Regions from separate parts of the Zea mays genome. Here all the other regions are linked to region 1. A link is a contact called in public Hi-C and HiChIP or PLAC-seq data. All regions are on one chromosome and are shown on one strand. The core of a region is the stretch at or near the end of the contact, and the rest is flanking DNA. Distances in the headings are between cores, read along the strand shown. Region 1 holds the start of LOC100192799. Region 2 holds the start of LOC100285586 (RNA binding protein). Region 3 holds the start of LOC100381846.

Region 1 (4,565 bases), core at 804-3,303:
ACACAAATCGGCGATGGGCACGAAGAATCCAGATGTCGCCCTGAAGCCTATCACAGATTCCCTGGCCTAGACATGCCGACCTATGTGGACGTGATATACGAGTCATCGTCGACCAATGATTGATGCTGGTTCTGTTTTCTCCTCTGACCACCATCGCCCATGGAGCCGTTGTCCGAGGAAACTGTATGTCGCCCTTAGAGATGACAATGGGTCCTGATCTTTGATTCTCCCTCTATTAGGGAACGAGGATATAGAAGTTTTTTCTCACGGGGATGTAAATAGGGAAAAATCCCTCTCTAATGGGCAAATGAGGATGGGGACGAGAAGCATTTTCCATCTTTGTTTCCCACGGGGACCCATTAAACCTTCATATGACAATGTTTTTGAGTACTAATTAATGATAAAAATAAATAATTACCTTATCAACAGATCAATCATTACATAAATGTGTTCATTTGGATATACACATAATGATTTTCTTCAATATAATAATATGTATAAGTGAAAATATTTTGCATTAATAACAAAAAATGTATGTTCTAATTATAATTTAAACGAAGACGAGAATCCCAGGCACTGTGGAGGACCGACAATGGAAAAGAAATGTTCTCGCAAGTGGGACGAGTACGAGGGGCTATTTCCTGTCAAGAAATTCCTCATTGCCATCCATAGTTACCCACCCCTGGTTGATCTTTACCTCGCCGAATTAGGAGGCATGTGTGGTAAATAGGCATACTAGTTCGTCCATGCTGTCATAGATCCTGTCTTGTGTTTTCATGTTAACCTGATGCTCGCTCCAGCAATAGTCTCTAAAGCCTTCTCTACCCTAAATATAGAGGACCAAACGATCCTCTATATTCTCCAGCGTCCTCTAAATAGTCCTCTAAATTTAGAGGACGCTGTTGGATTCTCTATATATAGAGTTTCTCTAAACGGTCCTCTATCCATTTGAATACTTTAAATAACCGGTTTAGCAAAACAAAAATATGTACAATACTGAGAGTATGACAAATACGTATACAAAAAATAAAAAATAAAAAATGTCTCTAATATAGGTATTTTTGTATAGAGGACATGATTTAAAGTATGTTGTTGGAGAGAAAGGATATATAGAGGATAAAATTTTTTAAAGAAGACTATAAAAATAAATATAAATGATGGATATAGAGTACCTTGCTTGATTCAGTCAATTGTGTTGCCGTAATTCCTTGAGTTGCGCATTTCGGCCGATTTGCCATTCTCAATTCCTGTGTATATATTCTTATAGGTTTTATATGCGGATGTGACCGCCTGTTTAAACAAGTGTTGCGGTGTTCTAGGCGGTCATGATTGTACTCCACATATTTTTTTTTATATACATGGCTCATGGTTCAGCAGCATAGGCGGCAGGCTGCAGTGCCTATGCAGCTCTGCTAGTTGAAGGCCGTTTGCCCCAAATGCATGCCACAGCGTTATTATTTCACTCAGAGATTGAGGGTATGATTTTTTTTACGAGGGAAAAACACTTCTGTTTTTGTTTGGCTGACATATAAATTGTTTTTGTATGCTTCCCCTTGGCTACAATTAGAGATTGTAATGGATCATAATCTAAATCTTTCTTTACAATATAAGTTAGAGCCCTTAATTAATTTTGGTTTAAAAATAAATAGGAATAGAGATTAGTTCTAATCTGATTTGATTTTTAAATTTTATAATACAGCCCATTACCACTCCTAGCTACAATAGCTTGTTTAGAAAAAAAATCTCACGAATTCAACTGGCCGGACGAGAAAATCTCTGAAGATTGGCAAATTTGAATCTCGCCATTTTCAATTGAGCAGGTGATTATATATATATATATACATATATTTTCATTTTCTTTACTCAGACAACTATTATTATTTTGAAATAGAAGTAAAAAAGAATGCTGCCCATTTGCAGGCTACAGTAGTGTGTAGTTATTGGGCTGGAAATCCACGTGCAAAGTGCCCAAAACTGAACCCACAACCCGAAACCAGCAGGCAACAAAGCAACCAGAGGCAGAGCGTTCTTCTTCCCCGACGGCCCGGGCCGACGGCTCGACTCCACTAGTCGCTGGAACCCTCTGCAACAAAGCCGCCTCCACCTGACCACCTCCCTTGAGCTCTTCCCCTTCCTCGTGGGTTGTGCGAGCCCTCTACCGGCGCGCAGTACAGGTACCAACACTCGGAATTATTCTCCGTCTTCTTCCTTGAGCCGCGCCGCCCACCGCTCCACCTCGCCTTCTCCTAATTTGAATCGGAGTCGTACCCGCCGCCGCCCTCCACACGTAGCGACTCGTCTCGTTCATCTTTCCCTGTTTGATTCTGTGTGCGGCAGTTTTGTGATATTCCTCTCTTAATAACATATGCATATACGACCTCTCCTTATAATTTTTGGTTGTTTGATATGGATTTCAGGGGCTGATTGGGTGATCAAACCCGCAAGATTTGGGTTTGTGATTTAGGAGCAGGAGGCGGTGGCAATATGGTAAGGACACTCATGGACTGCCCCTTGCTCCCTTGACTAGTGTGAGAATATATCTTGCTCTCAGTCAAGAGGTTTAGATAGCTAGTGGAGTCCGGTGAATGCGGCAAATACGGCAAATACGGATTTGTAATGTTAAATGGACTGTCTCCTTTTGCGTTTGGGGTAATGCAGATTTTTGATGTGGAGATTTCGTTTGCTGACGACCTGAATTTAACTTTAAGCAGCAGCTCTTGGAGTTTATCCCCCTATTGTGGTTGCCAGAGATGGCATGTGTCCAAAATTTCAACTTATATCTGTAGTTGGTTCTTTGAAACTTCAATTTCTATTGCAGCCTTGCCCACTCCGTTTTTTGTTGAGCTGGATGGTAGCTTGGCGTTCCTAATTTTGGACCTCTGGCTTAAAAGCGAAAAAAATACCCCTGCAGGAATATAAGGCGAGATCTACTGGAACTTCAGGAACTTCGTCTAAAAGTTTCCGTGATCTGTACAATATGAAGTACTCGAGCTACTTAAACGACGAACCAATGCCGGATGCTACATCGGAAAAGGAGCAGGTTGTAATACTCAGGCTATTTAGTCCCTGCTTTGTAGGCTGTTTCACAAGCAAGCTTTGGTTAAGCTACACCTGTTGCTTCCTATGTTTTATTTCCAGGGAAATGAGTATTTCAAACAGAAGAAGTTCACTGATGCTATTGAATGCTACTCCAGAAGTATTGGGCTGTCTCCTACAGCAGTCACATTTGCAAATAGAGCTATGGCATATCTTAAACTAAGAAGGCAAGTTACTCTGGGACTGTATGCATCCACTTCACCTTATGCAATATCTTCATTTGTTCTGCTTTTACTAGAAGTACCCCATCTCGATTTAATCTGAAGCCATATATTTTTATTAGCTCCAGCAATTTGAGACTGTAGGATAAGGCATATTTTTTGTATTCTTGGTTCTTGTTATCTGTGCTATTTATAATATATTTTTACCTACCTGCTGTGTCCTGTGGAACCTGGAAGTTCCGTTTCCAAGAGGTTTTTTTTCCTGCTGTAGTCTTATATTATAGATATGTAATTCATCAGATTCAAGGAGGCAGAGGACGATTGCACTGAAGCTCTGAATCTGGATGATCGCTATATTAAAGCATACTCACGCCGAATTACTGCACGAAAAGAACTTGGGAAGCTTAAGGAGGCAATGGATGGTATTCCATGCTAAAATGCTTCTGTATTTTTCTTTTTTATAATCTTCTTTTTTACTTTCTGAATATTGACCTGAATTATACACCGATTATGTGTATAGATGCTGAATTTGCTATCAGTCTTGATCCAAACAATTCAGAGCTAAGGAAGCAGTATTCTGAGATAAAAGCTTTGCACATGGAGGTGAGGAAACTCAACTTCAAATTGTTTCACCTTACACCTGCTTAGATTTTAGCAATTTACTACTCTTTGGTTATAAATTTCACTTTCGCTCATTTTAACTGGAATAATGACAAAACATGGGCTTTTGAGTTGCATGGCTTATGTGTGATTCAGTGGCATAACCATGTGGATGATCTCTGCAGGGATTGTAAATGTTTTTATCAGTCTCATTAGCACTGATGGGCTTATTAATTCTGCAGAAAATGGCTAAAAAGGTTCCAGTGCCAGCTAAACGTGCAGTTTCTGGAATTGATAAAACTGCAGATGTCACTTCTCACCCACCGACTATCTCCCAGAAGGTAGGTTCAGCTGCAGTTATACAATGCCATGTCATGACTTTGCCCTTTTCAACAGATGACCGATTTAAATTCTACAGGACACTATTATGGAAGTTGATCTGCCTGTTAGAGATGCAATGAAGATCAAAGAGAGTGCAAGCGTCAAGTCTAACGGAGGACCTGGAGTAATCATCAATGGCAATAACGTGCAGGTTTTTTTTTTATTTCTGTAGCCTTTCTGACCATTATAATAACCACAATCTGTGGACTGTGGTATCTGTGTTGGTACTAGTTGTCATATTATGGCAAGTAAAAGCACCTATATGTACAATAGGAGGTACTCAGGATGTCGTTTGGGAAGTTTTTCTTGCAATATTTATGAGATACA
Region 2 (4,565 bases), core at 1,504-4,003, 200 kb before region 1:
ACAAACAGCATCTGTATCAGTCTCACAGATCAATAGATCATGCAAAATTCATGCAACAATAGCGCAAATATCATTACCAATGATCATTTAAAAACATCTAAACACACTGAAGTCAGTAGTTGATTTTTTTAACAAAAAATGTAAATTCCAGAACCCGTATTTGTAATTTATTGATTGCCATAGGAGCAGAGCAATCCAAAAAGTGCACAGAAAGTGCACAAAACTCAAGTTAACAGATATTTGAAAGAAATATAGATTCTAGGGAGATTTATTCAGACCTTTGATTCTTGTTCCCATTGATCACCAACCCAGTCATATCGAAGCCTCAGAAATTTCTGGTTCACCTCAACTTCCGTCCCTAAATGCGTTGACTTAAATGTGTACTTGAATTCTGGAAGAACATTAGTAATCACCCCTAGCCACCAGCAATCACCTTGGAATGCTTCAACCTCATCATTGATGCAGAAACTAATCTCTGATGCTTGTGGTGGGCAAGGCCTCACATGCTTCACATCAACAATCTCCTCAGACAATGTAGTACCGTAACACTTTGAAAGAGTGTAGTCGACTAATAGGTTATTCTTCCAGATAGTCTTTGCGACAACTGCAGGTGACCAAGCAACAACAGAATTGTCTTCCAACTTGGAAACTTCAATTTGCATTCCTTTTGCATATGGCATTGTCTTGGGTATCTCCTAGAAGGCAAAGGCAACAAGCAATGGTTAGCACTGAATGGACAGCCCAAACAAGGTGGAAGAAACATCATATAGGTAACAAGTTACATAAAAACCTACATCAGGAGCTACTCTACCATGATCAACACAATTGAAGAAAATCCCACAAATGTTCAAGCACCATAGATTTATGTTAGCGATCAAAGAAGGATAATGAATTACCGAAAATGTTCGAACTTCTAACCAACAACGCAAGGCAGTATAACATGACTAGGAAGTCCAACTCCAACAGCATCTATCTCTTAACATATCTACCATCTAGCTGAAATAGAAACTCCTTCAAAGACTTATATTTATGACAGAAGACTTGGAGTATTATTCGAAACTATTCCCTCCATTACAAACTATAGTTCACATGGACATATATTTTGATAGTGCGGTTATTTGCAATGTTTTAAAGGCGATGCCTAGACGTCCAGGTGCCCAAAAACAGCTAGGTGTCCCCGTCGCCTAGCTAAGAACCAGCAAGAGGTATAGGAAGGGGAAGGGGCGACGTTGAATCGGAGTGGTGGCGGCGGCTGGAATCGGGGGCAGCGATGCCTGAATTAACAGCGACGGCGTCAAATCAGGGCAGCGGCGTCGCCAAATCGCGAGTGGTGGCTGCTGCAACGGCGGGGCAGGGAATATATGGGCTGGCTGGTGGGCTGGCCTCCTACCCCTTCCCTTCTTCTTTTTCCTTTTTTTTCTTTTTCTTCCTCTCCATGCTGCTGTCTGGCCGGTTCTTAGATAGATAAGGCATCGCCTTGCTCGCCTTGGCGTCGCCTAGGCATCTAGGAGGTGGTTCAACGCCTTGTCTCGCCCTACCGCTTTAAGAACCATGGTTATTTGAACTTGTAGATGATGTTAATATATTTTTCTTAAGAAACTTTGTAAAAGTTAGAGAAAATTGACTTAGGACAAAGCCAAAGAAAAGCATAATTTGAAACGGGTGGAGTGGGAATAAAAAGCTACAGATAACTAAAACCGCCCATGAATATCAAGGGGGTCAAATGCTTTCATAGTTCACCATTAGCTAGAAACACTTCATTCCAGCATGACCCACATCTGATCTGACTGAACACCATTCAGCTCGTCCAAGTACCTTGACTTCATACTCTTAATCTGTTGATAGGCAATTTTCCAGCCAGTGAGACCACAAGCACATTCGCCCTAAAATGTTCTAACACCTGTATTACTCAAGCTAAAACAGATAAATCCATCTAACAGATACAACAATAGCTAGCAATTCAAGAATCCTCATTCTCCTCACTCTCCACCTAGCAAGCGTGGGAAAATCATAATCCCACATTCGCCCTGCCACCATCGAACAAACTGTGGTTGCCCCCATTTCTAACCCTAACCCCACGAAAAATCACCTCGAATGGAAGAAAGGGAAGAAGCCTTTTGATGGATTACGATTAATTAATGTTATCGAAAGTTGGAAACCCAGAATCAAATAGGGAAAAAAGAAAAAGCTTGGAAAAGACCCTTGTTAGTGCTACTACCATGTTATCTGGGGAGCGCCACTCGCCGTCAACCCACTCGAGGTGCGGGCGGACGTCGGCGGCGTCGAACTCCATGACCTCCCTGGTCTCCGGGAAGCATACCCTGACCTTGCTGGGCGCGCCGGCGCGGGCGAGGGCGACCCCGAGCCACCAGGCGTCGTCGATGAGCGCGTCGACGGCGGCGTGCTCCGCGGGCGGGGCCTCCGATGCGGGCGCGGGCGGCGGCGGTGGGCGAGGGCGAAGGCTCCGCGCCGGCAGTGCCTCCCGGAGCGGGCGGTCGGAGCCCTCGGACTCGAGGAGGGAGTCGTATTCGACGGTGTAGCCGCGGGGCTTGGCGCTGGGCCCCACGACGACGGCAGCGAAGTGGGCCCCGTGCAGGCCTGCCTCGTCGGGGACCACCTCCACGGGGTCGCCCGGGTTGAACCCCTTTGGCGTCTGCGGCGACGCCGCGTCGCGGCGGCCGGGGATTCGCGGCGACCGCATCGTGGCTAGCAGCGGTGGTGAGCTGGTGGCGCGGCGGGAGCAGCGTGCGGCAGAGGTACTGGAGTGGACTGACTGCTCCAGTCGAGGGCAACAATGGCAGAAGAGAACACGACAGCTACCAACTTGACGGCTTCCGCGGTTCCGCCGAGGCCGAAAGAAGACATCAGCCGTTGGATCGGCCACGTGGACGGACGGTCAGGTAACTGCTCTTTTAGAAAACAAATAGGCAGGAGAACTGCTAGTTAGAACATGTACTATAAAAATATCATATAATTTAAAAATGATTATATTTTATAGAATTTAGTGCACCAACAAAAACGTCTCGCTCCAACGATAAAACCTCAAATCTAGATTAATAGATTATAGAGCAGTCTACTACAGTGTAGTATATTTGAGACACTTGAAAGGGTGCACTATAGTTTTTTGACCAAATTTTACGAAATGTACCACTGTTGGAGTAGTTTTTCCTATATAGAACCTCATATTTCAATTTAAGGCACTAGTTTGAGATATTATTGGAGATACTCTTATGTGCTAGCAAAGTGTCTGTAGGTTCATACGTTTTACATCTATACTTGAGTTTAAAGTACGTAATATACTTCCTCCAAAATTTTTTTATATTTGTCGCGTTTAAGTTTAAAAATAAAATAACGGGTGAACAATATTTGAGAATGAATATAGTATATATGTTCTGTTGACTTGATAAATGTGAATGTGACTTTAAAACTAACAACCATGGTTCGCATCATTATTTATATAAATTTAGCTTTATATAGTTATACTCCCTCCGTCCCACTATATAAGGCGTAACCACCTCTGGTTCAAAGACCAAGAAATGCATTTAATTGTCTCTATACCACTGCATCGATATACGTATGCATAGAGAGAGCACGCCTTATATTGTGGGACAAGAATAAAAAGTGGTTACGCCTTATATCCTGAGACGGAGGGAGTATATACTCTAAAAAATCTAGTTTTTTTTTCTCACGGCGTCTTGCGGGAACGTAGACGGAAGAATTTAACAACTGAGAGAGCGAACAACGACGACGCAACGCGGTGGTGCGACGCCTCGTGGAGACGCTCGTGGGGACATCATCCTCTTCGTGTGGCGTTGAGGTTGAGGTCTTCGTCGTCGCGACCGCCATGGGTGGCGGCGGAGCCTCTGTGGAGGAGGGGATCGACACGTGACAGTTCTACTCCAAGGAGGTGAGCCGCCGCCTCCTTAACTTAGTCGAGTCCTGCTCCACATACGCCAAGGCCGCCCGCTCGAGGTTTAGCTTGCGGCGTGAGCGCCGGACAACCATTCATCTGTATTTGTTATTGAATTTATGGGCTTGGCCCAATTAAGAAATTCAATTAAATCCTAGAAAAATCATACAAATTCATGTACGGCAAGGTAATGGTGAAACCAATAGTCCCACATTGCTAGTCTAAATGGAGTCAGACTAGTTTATATATGGAGGCTTCCCTCTCCCACTAAGTCATGGTTGAGGGGAGAGAGGACGGAGTGCCACACGCGCACGTGAATGGTCTGCCAAAATCTAGCTCCTCGTCTTGCGAGGGCTCAACTTACTTTTGCTATTTTTATTTTGGTTACTTGGCTGTTAAGTTTAAAGCTCTATCCGATCATGATTAGAAAAGGATTTGAGCTCTTGTCGGATCGGATCGCGGGTCCTTATTGGTTCATGGACGTGGCCCTATATAAGGCGTCTGACAGCTATCGTCAGAATCATCCCAAACACGAGTTAGATTTTTGCCTCTGCTTACTACTGTGCTGCCATTGTAGTCCTCTTCATCCCGAGCACTGACATGCATCTGCGATTGGGAGAGCAGGTCTTTGAAACCTGCCGCCTTCGAAATCATG
Region 3 (4,565 bases), core at 1,223-3,722, 210 kb after region 1:
TAAAGGTATAGTTTTCATCAGAATTATCAAGGTAAGCATGCAAAGGTGTCAGTTAACATTTGGTTCACAAGACTGGTGTCATATCATCTCTGACAAAAGAATGGTCAGTCTTATATAATGTCAAGTAAAAACACACACGAGCTAAGATCATAATTTCTGCAAGATGCACAGGGAAAAGAAAACGTCAGAAAGAGAAGTTACCTGATATAGATGTGAGTTGACCTCAGCACAAGTTTGATGTAACGTTTCGAGAGGAGCGCCACTAAGTTCAAATTGGCCTCCAGGTTCTAGTGAGATGCTTTGCTTTCCCTACATCCATACAAACAATTCAGGTTACAAAGATAAACTGAGAAACTAGAGCCATCATTAAAAAACTGCATAACCTTCTATTTGGATGTGGCATTTAAAGTATATTAGTGAGAGCGGCCCACTGAAACGATGGGCAATGCCCATCCAATTTCAATTGTTGGTGGATGATATATAGTAGCCACACTCATGCAAAAGGAAAGGAGCAATGGAAATTGGAAACAGATGTTTTCTTTCTATTTCAGGGCTACCTGCTTGAGGCCGATAACAATGTTTCCTTCCATTATCTTCTCCCAATCAAATCTCTCAGCGAGCCCGTTCAGTATGTCACGAATCTGATCATATTTTATAGGGCGTAATGTGTCGACTTCAAAACCAAACTTTTCATGCTCCGTGCCAATTCTGTAAAGGACAGATGTTTACTTTGGGGATGAACTTACTGAACAGCCAATTGAAACATATCTTCCTTTTTTGAAAAAGAAAATACAAGGGCATCTTTAATAAATACCGAGACATATCAAATTATCATTGCTCAAATAACATGAACACAGCTACAAGATAAAACGATGGCCAAGTGATCATCACACTGATGAATCCATCCTAGTACAAAGTACGCGCTAGAGCCGGCTCACGGCTCATCACTAAAAGGGGCACTAATCCATCTCAATCGTTGGCACTGTCGTAAGCACTTGAAAGTAACCTCAATGTTAGAGCTAGACAGCGTTGTTGGTGTTGACAATGTAACTTGCCAAGTTAGTTTATTTGATCAGCCAAATTTATTTAATCGTTATAATCAAGTTAATGAGCTGATACACACTGCATAAGACTTGTGGCAGGTTGGAATATGTGTGAGCCCAAGCGAGATACTTGGCTGAGACATCGACCACAGGATGCAACCGAGTCATGATTCGAGGTCATGAGGGAGCAATATAGTGTTTTCATCAAGTCAAAGCTACTAGCATGTATCTCCTGTTCAGGTTTGCATCCAGTATGGAGACTAGCTACCACATGAGGCATGCTTGAGTTCATGTGCGGGGAAAGGTCCAAAATAACAAAGTTAGTGTTTAGATGGTTTAGGGCCTGGTGCGGTGGTAGAGCCTACCGTCTGTAACCGGAAGGTCCCGGGTTCGAGCCCCAGCCTCTGCATATTATGCGGGTAAGGCTTGGCGCTTAAATATACCCTTTCCTAGACCTACACAGTGCGGGAAGCCTACGGCACTGGGTGCGCCCCTTTTTTTAGTGTTTAGATGGTGTTTCATGTCAAGATTGTTAACTTGACCTGACAGAAAATCTATATCTGATCATTGAACCCTCATAGGACTACTTTGGGACACGTGGGCGAGCCGAGAGTGCATGGAGCCAAAGGTGTCAAAAGCAAAGCTTCTGCATCGACAAAGAGAACCTAATCTTTGCTTTTTTGCACACTAATATGCATTAGGGATTGGTAATCTATGCTGTTTTGCGCTAAAAACAGTCCGCTCTCCTCCACGAAAGTGAGGAACCCCTGAAAACTAGTCGCACGAACTATAGTTATCGTGGTGTCGCGTGATCAATTTTTCATGGCAACAGTTGGCTATATATAAGAACTTATGACAGGTATCATTTCAAGAAGCAAAAAAAAACTAATAAACAAACAAATGAAGGAGCATGTGCATATGGAAGCTTCTAACCTCCAGTTCTCCTTGGGCTTGCACCCGGAGACGAGGTAGGCGACGAGGTCCTCCTTGGTGAGCGGCTCCGTCATCTGCACGACCTCCTCCGTCGGGGGGCTGGCCGCGACGGCCCCGCCGCGCCTCCTCCTTCTCCCCCTGCTGTCGGTCGGCGGGAGCCGAACCACCGCGAGCCCACTCCTCCTCCCCGCCGCCGCCGCGGGGCGCGCGCCGTCCGCCGGCGACACACGCGTGACCGCGAGCCGCGACGCCACGGCCATCGAATCAAACCGCCAACGCACTTGCCAAAATCCACCAGAAAGGAAGTCAGCGGGAATCGCGCAGCCCCATACGCGGGCGCCAGCCGTCGAACTGAACCACTCACCTCGCGGAGCTAGGCTAGGGTTCGCCGCCGTCCACTGCTGCAGCCTTTTCGCCTGCGCTACTTCCTCCGCAGTCACGAACTCACGACCGCGCGGGCCGAGCCCGATGAAGGAGTGTGAGTGAGACCGGGGGAGGAGGGGAGGGGGCAGCGCGTGCTGGTTACTTATAAAGCGGTGCTGTGGGGCCCGGGCGCCAGCGCCGTGTGAGCACGGCGCGTTGAAGTGCGCGTGGCACCCATCAATCCGCGAGACAATAGCGCCATCGGCATCGGCAGCAGAAGCTAGAAGCCGCCGGGGCGGCGGCGAGGAGGGAGGTGCGGCCGCCGGCGTCTTCGTCTCTGACGTGTGGGCGCGGCTGCCCTGCGGATTGTGGGCACTTTTTTAGTGGATCCAAAAAAAAAGTGGGGTGCACTTTTTTAGTGGTGGGACTCGGAGGCCCCTAATGATCCTGCCTGCTATTTCCAACTAATCAATTCGCAAATGCGGGACGATTCTACTCCAGATGCAGCACTGACCCTGCCGAATCATCACTGATGACGAAGACGATGATGAGATTGTACCCGGGCAAGGATCCTCTGCGGTGGCAACTGGCAACACAGTGGCAAGAGAGATGCGTGCTAGTGCTGCACGCCTGCACGCCTGCACCGCACCGCACCGCGCCGCGTGACGAGCGAGAGCGAACCTCGCGCATCTTCGCGGCCAGGTTCCCGCCGTGCGGGCGTGCTCAGAGCGAGCACGGAGCACATGCTGAGCATCAGGTGGAGCGAGCATGTGGGCTCTGCTGCAGCGCGTGCGCTTCTCTGATCTCTCAGACTCTGGCCTTGGATTGGATGGCATAGAGAATAGGGTCGCTCGAAGATCACCATCCAAGATGATGTGTTGCTGTTCCAACTCGTATTGGTCTTTGCCGGTGTAGTCAGGCCAGCCAGACGCGTACGTAGGGGTGATCCTTGAGAGACTGTACATATAGCAGAGGCCGCTCCTTGTGTCGACAATGAGTTTTTTTTGCTATTATAATACCCGTAATTAGTGGCTTCTCTACAATAGTACTTATAAATTGTATTTCTCTATAATGCTGCTTATAAGTGAGTACCTTCTTTAAAACAGGAACGGATCTGGGCCTTTTTTGGTGTCCATGACACCAATAAATTTTATTAATCTACATTAGAATATATGTTTGCTAGCACTTAAATGAATTGATGATTTTATAATTTAATTGAGATGACACCAATGATTGTTTTATCTAAATCCGCTCCTGCTTTAAAATAGTATTTCACTCTTATTTCATCTATTTTCTATTTTGTTTTTATTTTCTATCATTTGAAGCACATTTTATCTAGTTAGCTGCGAAGAGCAGGGCTTTTCCTGCCACCTGCAGCCTAGTGACAGCCTCACTGGGAACTTCTTAAACAAGTCAAACTTCTTAAGAATTTTTTCTAATCTTATCCAATTCATGTGTATTAGGAATAACCGAACAAGGCCTTAGATGGTAGAAAATAAAAGTAGGAAAATAAATTAAGAAAAGAAAATAAGAATTGGTGAAATACCACTTTGGAGAAAGTTTCTCACTTATGAATATCACTAGGTCAGTGCTCGTGCGTTGCAACGGGAATAAATAATATTTCGATAACTTATATATACAAATATGTGTTATGCAGTTATGAGATAGAGGATGACATCCGCAAGCTGTCCGTGATGACATAGAGATCACGTGGAAGCGAGAGCGCGGCCTGCAGATCGACGCAACGCAAACACGGCCTGCAACGCAAACGACAAGCGTGTGGCCTACAGATCGCCGCAACGCAAACACGGCCTGCAACGCAAACGGCAAGCGCGGCCGCACGCACTGCCCGTCCTTCATATATGTAGCAGATATTACGCGTTTGGTTGCTATATGGACGTGGTCTGGCTCGCACTGGCTAAGCAGGCCTGCCACTGGCAAGGCTTTTTACGGCTACAAGTCTGCTCTCTGTCTACCTCACGCACGGGAGCAGGCCACGCTAGGGCATCCAACGCGACGCATCCGGCCGTGCTGAGTGGATCGGCCACGATAGTGAGCCCTAAGGGCGAGTGCACGCAGACGTAGCCCCCACGCGCGCCGCACAGGAGGTGGACGTGCGACGGCGTGGCGCGGTGTCAGCACGGCGAACTAAGCGTCCTATCACGGGTCGAAGGATGCTGCACACCAGAGACACAGGGACAGCCGGAGCCCGCCGAGGGAGGAGAA

What was found. Hi-C and Micro-C count contacts between places; a contact is called where the count stands out from the background. HiChIP or PLAC-seq counts read pairs in DNA pulled down with a chosen protein or histone mark.
Region 2: a Hi-C map of endosperm shows a contact between it and region 1, with 4 times the contacts expected there. The contact joins the promoter of LOC100285586 here to the promoter of LOC100192799 in region 1. A contact is called at or near these places in 15 of 25 Hi-C or Micro-C datasets (bundle sheath, ear, endosperm and 5 more).
Region 3: an H3K4me3 HiChIP or PLAC-seq map of leaf shows a contact between it and region 1, with 4 times the contacts expected there. The contact joins the promoter of LOC100381846 here to the promoter of LOC100192799 in region 1. A contact is called at or near these places in 9 of 25 Hi-C or Micro-C datasets (bundle sheath, ear, endosperm and 3 more) and 1 of 3 datasets of contacts at active chromatin or transcription factors (leaf).

What each region holds. Positions count from the first base shown.
Region 1 is chr8:134,320,275-134,324,839 of Zm-B73-REFERENCE-NAM-5.0, forward strand. LOC100192799 reads left to right here and starts at 2,054. Exons shown (of 12, transcript NM_001137992.1): 1 at 2,054-2,174; 2 at 2,418-2,487; 3 at 2,912-3,040; 4 at 3,139-3,263; 5 at 3,558-3,679; 6 at 3,778-3,860; 7 at 4,100-4,198; 8 at 4,276-4,389. The coding sequence starts at 2,485.
Region 2 is chr8:134,114,945-134,119,509 of Zm-B73-REFERENCE-NAM-5.0, forward strand. LOC100285586 (RNA binding protein) reads right to left here and starts at 2,754. Exons shown (of 4, transcript NM_001158477.2): 1 at 2,219-2,754; 2 at 279-695. The coding sequence starts at 2,701.
Region 3 is chr8:134,528,467-134,533,031 of Zm-B73-REFERENCE-NAM-5.0, forward strand. LOC100381846 reads right to left here and starts at 2,473. Exons shown (of 16, transcript NM_001361545.1): 1 at 2,341-2,473; 2 at 1,977-2,256; 3 at 558-708; 4 at 202-309. The coding sequence starts at 2,236.